Linked DNA regions of Sus scrofa: region 1 is linked to region 2. The links are chromatin contacts, called in public HiChIP or PLAC-seq maps. All regions are on one chromosome and are shown on one strand. Each heading gives the region's core, a stretch centred on a gene start, on an enhancer-like site or on the middle of the called end of the contact. The rest is flanking DNA. Distances are from core to core; before and after follow the strand shown. Region 1 has its middle 200 kb from the start of RBMS1. Region 2 overlaps RBMS1 (RNA-binding motif, single-stranded-interacting protein 1).

Region 1 (4,438 bases), core at 1,425-3,924, 360 kb before region 2:
AAAAGAAAAATTTTTCTTTTTAACCTATGTGCTCTTTCCTGCCTTCCAACCTAACACAAGCTGGGCTGATCTGGCTTTTCCTCATCATTATGCCCACACACTCAGTAGAAAAACTTTGTGTTTTTCCAGATGATACTCTTTGTTAATAATTAACAATAATTTTCTTGTGAATCATTTCACTCTTTTAAAAATGTTTCATTGACTAATAAAGTCAGCTTCTATAAAACAATTAGACTTACACAGTTTTAGTGTTCTTCAAATGTTCTGGAAACATGTTTTTTTGTGTACACTCAGTACTCAGTGAACATTTAACCATCAAATTCATATTGAATATACATTCCAATTTCACACACAAGAAGAGGAATTTATTGTCATTTCAACTTATAACTTTGTTTTTGTTTTGTCATTGTTGTTGTTGTTGTTTTGTCTTTTTGCCTTTTCTGGGGCCGCACCCACAGCATATGAAGGTTCCCAGGCTAGAGGTTTAATTGGAGCTGTAGCTGCCAAGCCTACAACCAGAGCCACGGAAACGAGGGATCCCAGCCGCGCCTGCAGCCTACACCCCAGCTCATGGCAATGCCGGATCCTCAACCCACTAAGCAAAGCCAGGGATCGAACCCACAACCTCATGGCTCTTAGTTGGATTCATTAACCACTGAGCCACGACGGGAACTCCTCAACTTATAACTTTTTCATACTGATCTGGTCACATGTCCACCTTAAAATTCACCAGTGGTAAAAATGATTGATAAAAATGTTGGTCATGATTAAATACTTAAAACAATCATGTATAAACCCTGTCATTTTTGATGGGATACACTCAGAGCCTTTATACCTTTTATTTCAAAAATCTATTCTTACCATGCTTCTATTCTGGACCCAATCTTATCTAGATAATTTACTTCAGCTGTTTTCAGGTAAATTCTGAAAGACTAAATATTTCACATATTTCAATCTCAATCTACTTAATTTTTTCCCAAATTATCTAGGTGTGCTCTACATTTCTGCTTCTTGGCTAAGTCTCAAGATTTCTAACAAACTAACAACAGAAATCCCAGAATTTGTGTACCAAACTTCATGTTCCAAGATTTCCTAGGTGGATATAAATCTTTTCTCCACAGGGTTCGCAAAACTCAATACAAATTTAATTAGCCTTCACACCACAGCCATAAGGGTAAAAAAATGAGATGAAGTTCAGACCAAAAGAAAAGAAAACAAAACAATAATAACTAAACATAACCCTCAATACAAGTATGTCCCCCAAGGTAAAAAACAAAGGTTTTCAAGTCATATTGGAATTAATCATTCATATTATTATGTGGCTCAAGAAATATTTGTGGTTCATAAACATTGCAAAGCAAATACTACCAAAGAGGATATAGGACAATCCTTAGGAAGATACCTGGCATTTAGACATCTGCTTTTTAAAGGGCATTCTACATAGAGCCAACTAGTCAAATAAATTTTAACCACATATGATTTAAAAAGAGAAAGTATAATCTATTCTCTCAAACATAATTTTGGGGGCAGATATAACTAACATCTCAAGATTTCCTTCCAGTGCTCAGGAGTTGTTCTTAGTCATACTTGTGCTAGTGTGTCTAAGGCCATTGCCATCTGTCAAGTTGCCTCATGGATTTTCAGTTATGAATTTGGGGTCATTTTCCATTTCACAATGTAAATTGAGATGTTGTGTACAGCTGTTTGATCCAAGATCATCAGGTAGCCATGTGCAGTCAGGACCTGTGAACACTGGTTTCCACGGGAACCAGAACCTTGTAGTGCATCATAGGCCACCATTTTTTTTTTCTGTACCATAAAGAAGCCGTTTTTCTAATTGGGGTGTACTACTTATTGCACTTGTTATCCTTGCTGTCTGCTCTTTGCGAAAGGGAAATGTTTTTTACTCTTCTGAAAATTAAAGAATTTTATGATCATGGTCCATAAGCCCAGAAGCAGAAAGGAAATACCGCCATTATTTATTTAGTATTGACAAAACTTAGAGCTTGAAATACAACTCAGAGCGTTAATCACCCATCTAATGGGCTAAAAGCAACAAGCAGTAAAAGTAGTAAAAGTAGAAAATTCTCTGTCAGAAGCAATTTGGTTCAGAAAATTTACTCAATATGAAATATAATTTTTCTTGCTAACTTTTTCCAGTGCCCTTCTCTCGCATTTTTATTTGTAATGTTTAAGAACTTTAGTTAGCATGTTTTAAACAAAGATTCAGAAAAATGTAAGGGCATTAAGACAGAACTTGTAGGAGAAAACATCCTTCAACTTTGAGAGCATTTTATGTAGTTGAAATGACCCTGAATCATCAGATTCACTCTCTTTTTTCCCAAAATGAGGAAACTGAACAGTATAAATGGCTAGCTCTAAGTCACACTTAGACATTTAATGGTATAATCAAGACAATACATATCTGCCTTATATATGCTTGCACTCATGATCTTGGTGATGATGGGGTGTTCCTGGGTCATTGCCCAAGCAGCCCTGGAACTCTGTTCCCCAATACCACCATCATGGTTCTCAGTAAACTGTCCCTCTATTATGCAGAAATAATATTCTGCTATTCAAATATTGTCTTAACATAAGTCAGAAATAATGAGTTCTGCTAACTCATGTACACTTGTGTTCCAAATGTTTGCCCATTCAAGAATGTTCACTTCTCCTTTTTACCAAACATCCCTCTGTTTTATGCAATGCTCTGTTTAAGATTGTCAAGGACACATAGAGCCTTCATAGGTTAATTCTTTCTCACTCCTCATACCAATACTTCCTTCCTCCACCCCTCCTTTCTGTCTGCTTCTCTAAATAGGCATACTTCTCTTAATGCAACTTAAAGTTATTATTCATATGTTTACTGTCTAGGGTTTATTTCAGCTATAATTAATTAAAAGCTAAACTAACAGTGACTTAAACCATAGGACTTCTACTACTTACTTCTGTTACCTAAACAGAATTCTGGAGGTAGGACCATGCTTGGGAGACAACAGATCTAATTAGACCTAAAGCTATTTTATGGTTTCTGTGGTGACAGACTCCAATCCGATTACTGTCAGTCTGGGCTGAGCTAGTAATTGAAAACACCTAGCTGAAGTCAAGGATGTGCAGGCAGAAGAAACCAGTAGGCAGATCATGTCAGAATTAGGTCTTAGACACACCAACATGTTAAGATGAGCTATAATAAAGGACTTTGCAAAAACTAGGTTCCACAGAAATAACAGGCAATAAATTTGTTTTCTGTGAAAATTAAATGGGGAGCTGGGGAGAAAAAAATGACTTTAAGGAGTTAATTTTATTCATTCATCACACATTGAATCACAACCTGGTATCTTTCAGCCAATCTAGCTGTAGGAGCTCAGGGTATTGATGATTAATGACTACCCTTGTCCTCAAGTTCTCACTCTGGTCGAGAAGGTAGTCATGGAAATAATTACAATTCCATGTGATGACTGTTCTAATGGTCATATATGAAATGGTATGAAATCAACAACAGATAGCAATTAATTCTGCCTGACTGTGTCGAGGAGGCACCATTGATGGGATGACCTTTAAGCAGGAGAATAGAAAAGTTCCAAAGACCAGAAGAACATACCAGAAACATGAATTCAGTGTTATGTAAAATCACAGCATTTTCAGTGCAGAATGAGAAGGTGTATGTAGCTGGAATATGTTGAGCAAGTGGGCAAAACTGGCGACAGGAAGTTGAATCTAAAGAATATGTTCCAGTTAACCTATGTTTGAGGATTTTCAAGATCAAGGTAGAAAGTGATCAAGGGGTTAAAAGAAGGGAAAAGATGCAAGTGAGTATATTTAAACTGACCAATAGTGGGTACAGATATGGGCAAAGTGACATCAAATGCAGGGGAGACACAAGGCTGCAGGTGTTGATAAGTTCAAAGAGCAGGTTTGGGATAGTTAAGTGGAGGAGCCATGAGTCTGTAGGTTTGTTCAAAAAGTAGAATTCTGGAAAAAAAAAAAAAAAGTAGAATTCTGAAGTTTAAGATTTCAAATTCGGAGTAGTCGCAAAGGATAAGAGCTAGTCCATGACTTTGAAGACCAAACTAACTGGACTATGAGAGCTCCCATATGAGCCATGGGTATTAGAGAAATTGTCCACATGGGCTTGCAATTACTCTCATCAGTCGAAGTAGATCCTGAGACAAGAATTTGAATGCAAGAAGTTTATTTGGGAGGCGATCCCAGGAAGTAGGGGTAGGAGAATGGAAGAGACAGAGAAAAAGGAAAGAAGCCAATATGAGGGTACATTATTGAGCAGGTTACTGCTGTGGTCGACAGGGGCTCAATCCTTCGGGGTAGTTCTAGGAGACAGCTCAGATGACCTATCACAGGGGCCCACACTCCCTCTAGTGGTTAGAAAGTTGGGGTATTTCTTTCCCAAAGTCATTGTCATTGACTGAGAGTGGTTCCT
Region 2 (4,422 bases), core at 632-3,131:
TATAGTAGTGTATATATGTCAGTCCCAACCCCCAAATTTATCCCTGCCCCACCCCCAATCCAAGATAGTTCTTTATTTTTGTTTATTTATTTATTTTATTTTGTCTTTTCGCCATTTCTTGGGCCACTCCCACAGCGTATGGAGGTTCCCAGGCTAGGGGTCTAATCGGAGCTATAGCCTCCGGCCTACGCCAGAGCCACAGCAATGCGGGATCCTAGTCGTATCTGCAACCTACACCACAGCTCACGGCAATGCCGGATCCTTAACCCACTGAGCAAGACTAGGGATCGAACCCACAACCTCATGGTTCCTAGTCGGATTCGTTAACCACTGAGCCATGACCGGAACTCCTCAAGATAGTTTTTAGATAGGACTTCTTTAGAGTTTTTTCTTTTCCATGTGAGCATCTGCAAGGCTGTCAGCCATTCCATCCTCATAGGATATATTTCTAGACCTGTGTCTACCAAGCTTAGTCTCTGAAAGAGCTCAGATGAGGTACAAGGAGATGTTTAGAACAAACGCCTTTGACGTAGAAAGCACTCAGTTAAAGTGGGCTGTTGTTATTCTTTTATTCCTCCGTTCCTTCCTCCTAAATTTTGACTGATTATTTTTTGCCAGGCACTATGCCAGGGCCTGAGATGCTAAGAGGAAAGCAGTCTGAGGGAACACAGACTGATGTGATGCGGATGCAGACATGGGGTTGGTGTAGCAGCGGGCCGAGGGCTGCACCAAGAACACTGAGGACCCACTGCCTCGGGCCAGTGCAGAGGCAGCGCTTAGCTTGGTCAGGGAAGGTCAGAGAAGGCTTGCTGCTACTGGAGAGAACCATGAAACTGAGCCTTGCAGAATGAGACTGAATTTCCCCAGTGAAGTAACTTCTTGAAGGGCAGAAGATGAAGATGGAGCAGGACAAGCGCAGGGCCTTATACAGGATCAAAAGGCAGCTGGAGCTGTGTGAATTCCCAGGGTTGCTGTTGCAGAGTACCACAAACTTGATGACTTAAAATAATGTGTTATTATCCCACAGTTTTAGAGGCTAGAAGTCCAAAATTAAGGTGTCAGTAGAACCATGTTCCCTCTGAAAGCTTAAGGGAGAATCCTTCCCCGTACAGCTGGTGGTGCTTTGCCTGCAGTTCTTAGTGCTCTGGTTCACAGCTGCATCCCCGGGCTCATCTCAGTCAACACATACCTTCTCCCTGTGATTCTGTCTGGGTCCAGATTCCCTCTTAGAAGGACACCTGTAACATTGGATGTGGGCCTACCCTAATGGCCTTATCTTAATTCAGTTATATCTGCAAAGACCCTATGTCCAAATCAGACCACATTCACAGTCACTGGAGCTTAGGACTTGGACATATCTTTTGGGGGTACCCAGTTCAGCCCATCACTATGGGGGTCAGAAGATGGTGAGCAAAGAGCCCCCAAAGCATAATTTCTTTCTAAGATCAGGATCGTATATTTTTCTCAGTGCAACCTATATCTGTTTCATCTAGAGAACTTGAATTTGTTCCTTGCCAGAAAAGCCAGGTATTTTCATGTGAGAAACCAAGGCTTTCCCTAAAGTTATACAGTTGATTATCCCTCCCTTTGGAACTTATACGTAAGGCTTATTTTTCCCTATTAAATATTATAGTGTTGGCTTTGGCCAAGAATTCATTCTAGCCTATTGAAATAATTTCCAAGCACTATTTCTACCACCTTACATTCACCATTCCCCACTAGCTTTGGAACATTCATATATTTAATAAGAGTGCAGTCAGTGACCCGATTTGTGCCAATTTTTAGATGTTGAAAAAGTTCTGGCCAAGAACAGAGCCTTGTGACACATCCCTACATGCGTCGGCCTTGACCATCAGACTAGCTCAGTCACTTGTTTAGCTAGTTACCCACTCATCCAAACCACATTTCCTCTTCCCAGATGTCCTTGTCTAATCCACCAGCAAATAATGATTTTTATTTAGCTCAAAGCAAAATATACTTTGTAGCATTTCTGAGCAACCTTGACTTCCTCACTACTCCCCAGGGTAGAAAGAGCAAAAGTTTCACCATGGGTGTCTTCCTGGGAAGGACTTCTCTGGTGCCTGTTCTTTTCACCAGTCTCTCTATCCAGTCCATTCTGGAATTTTGCTTTAGCTCCATAAGCCTTACCTGCCTTTCTAGAATCTAGGTTTTTTTTGTTCTTTTAAAGAATGGGAATGATATGTCCCCTTTCCATTAGCGCCTCTCCTATGATGCAAGATTTCTCAAAACAACAAGATTGGGAAATCCTGATTATGTCATGTAAATAAGAAGTACTTTTAGCCCCAGTCTTTATTCACAGCACTCATACTTGTACATTCTGGAAGATGCAGCAAATTTAAGCTATCATGAGAGAGAGAGTCTTATTACCTTCATTGAAATATGGAAATTTTGTGAAACTGATACTAAAGTAATTTAACAGCTTTTGGCTCACTTTGGCTCCATTTTTTTTTTTTTTCCCACATAAAGATAATTCTTCTCTGATTTTCTTAAGCTTTAAGATTAGAAATTTTTAGAGCGGTATTGCTCTGTCTTTGGAATGATTGCTTATCTTTATCTGCAGTGTCTAAGGATAGTCTTATTTGGAGCAGATCAGTAGGAAACCAGCATTGGAGCCCTATTTATCCTTTTCCATTAGATCCGCCCTGAAGAGACGTGACCATTGTCACGAGTGACCCTTGAATGAAACATCTAAGTTTAGAAACATCAACTGTGCTGGCAGGCTACATTAGCATTCCCTTGCCTATCCAGCCCAAGTGTATTTTTTACTAATGATACATTTGTATCACATCCCCAGATTTCTTAGAACTGAAGTGAGTAAAATAGATATCATTTTCCTTTTCTGTCTGTTCTTCACACCGGCTTTTCAAGGTCGTGGGGCAGTCAGGATTTATTACTTTAGAAAAGGATGGCCTGACAGCATTTGGAAATCAATATGCTGGTGCCATGTTCTGGATCAAAGCCAACATTCGTGTTCAGTCTAGGAAATGTCCAATTTGACTCCTGCCGTTTTCAGCTCATGTCAGAATCAGGAGAAATTTCTAGGTAGTTTGCACACTCCGTTTTAATAGTTTCAGATAACCCTCTTTGCTTCAGAGAGTACGTTTACTTTTACTCTCTGTCACGTTGTTCTTGTTTTGAATGAAGCAGGCCTTGATGATTTTCGGTGTTGGAGTTTAATACATTCAGTTTCTACAGACTCTGACACAGTTCTCTGTTACTGGGTGTGTGTGTGTGTGTGTGTGTGTGTGTAAGAGTTCTAGTTTTTCTTTTAAAAGGAGTAACAAATTTAGAGATATTTGAAAAGTAACCTAGGAACTAAAATTCTTCTTAGTTTTTTGGGTTTTTTTCCCCCAACAACCTTTTACAGTTGTCTTTTTGGTAGCAACTTTTAATTCCATGTTAAACTCCTAAATTACTTTACTTCCTTCATTTGTTTTTATAAGCTAAATTAGGATAAAACACAAGGCCGTGTTCATTTTTCAAGGCAGAATGTATTTCCCTTCTCTCCACAACTGCCAACTTCCCTCAATTCCCCACAACAAATACTCTAAGGGGAAAAAATTTGTATTGCATGTTTTGGTTTCATTCATTCAAACAGTACATATTGAGGGGTTTCACTATGCAAAGAACCGTACTGAAAAGCAACTATAGAAATGATAGGCATACGCTTTCTCAGCATTTTGTGGCTCAGAATCATGTCATTGTGAAGGTGAGGTGTGTAATGCAGCTTAGTGCTCTCCAGTGGTAAGAATTAGAAGTGCCTTTATTCAAGATAATTGGGGGTGGGGTGGGAAGGAGAAAAGGTTAACATTTATTGCTGCCAAATATCTGTGATGTGTCAGCATGCCCTGGCCCCCGAACTGCAGTGCACAAGGCAGATGATGTCACAATATCATGCCTTTAGGGGGTAGGTGTTTTAAGTCAGGGCATTGAGGCCAGGCACCCGCACCAGAATCACAGGGCTGGGCAGAGGCTGAACCAGCACTTGAGGAGAGGTCTCCTGCTCTTGACAACTCTCTCTGCTTTCCAATACAACATTGTCTTCCTTCTCATAGAGGAAGTGTTATATCAGCATGAGGGTGAGATTGTCAAAGCAAGGAAAATACATTGTAGGTTTTGGTGGGAGAAGAAGAACATTTTTTTAATGCTCTATCATTGTCAGTTCATAAATTGAAGTCAGAAATGAAAGACCATTTTATATAATTGGATTGCCTTTATTTTAACAGTTAGACATTAATCAGTGTTTTGAGACTTTTCAGGACTCATTTTTATGACAGATAAGCTACACTTTACTTGCAGAATTCTGGGTTCCGTTTCCACCAAGTCTTATTTTCCTCTGACCTGTTAGTACCTGGAAGCACTAATTTGGGTTTGGCCATCTGTGACTCTCCATCCATAAAT

What was found. HiChIP or PLAC-seq counts read pairs in DNA pulled down with a chosen protein or histone mark.
Region 1: an H3K27ac HiChIP or PLAC-seq map of alveolar macrophages shows a contact between it and region 2. The contact joins two enhancer-like sites. A contact is called at or near these places in 1 of 47 Hi-C or Micro-C datasets (embryonic fibroblasts) and 2 of 2 datasets of contacts at active chromatin or transcription factors (alveolar macrophages and skeletal muscle).

The regions. Positions count from the first base shown.
Region 1 is chr15:67,602,942-67,607,379 of Sscrofa11.1, reverse strand. No RefSeq gene overlaps it. Among named protein-coding and RNA genes, the nearest start is that of RBMS1, 200 kb to the right of the region's middle. Within about 2 kb of position 2,674, at least 1 of the 83 cell types and tissues checked has an H3K27ac peak or open chromatin away from gene starts, as enhancers often do. A contact at or near this core is called in alveolar macrophages, where this site is marked.
Region 2 is chr15:67,245,335-67,249,756 of Sscrofa11.1, reverse strand. All of the region lies in intron 2 of RBMS1 (RNA-binding motif, single-stranded-interacting protein 1), which reads left to right. Among named protein-coding and RNA genes, the nearest start is that of ITGB6, 130 kb to the right of the region's middle. Within about 2 kb of position 1,881, at least 15 of the 83 cell types and tissues checked have an H3K27ac peak or open chromatin away from gene starts, as enhancers often do. A contact at or near this core is called in alveolar macrophages, where this site is marked.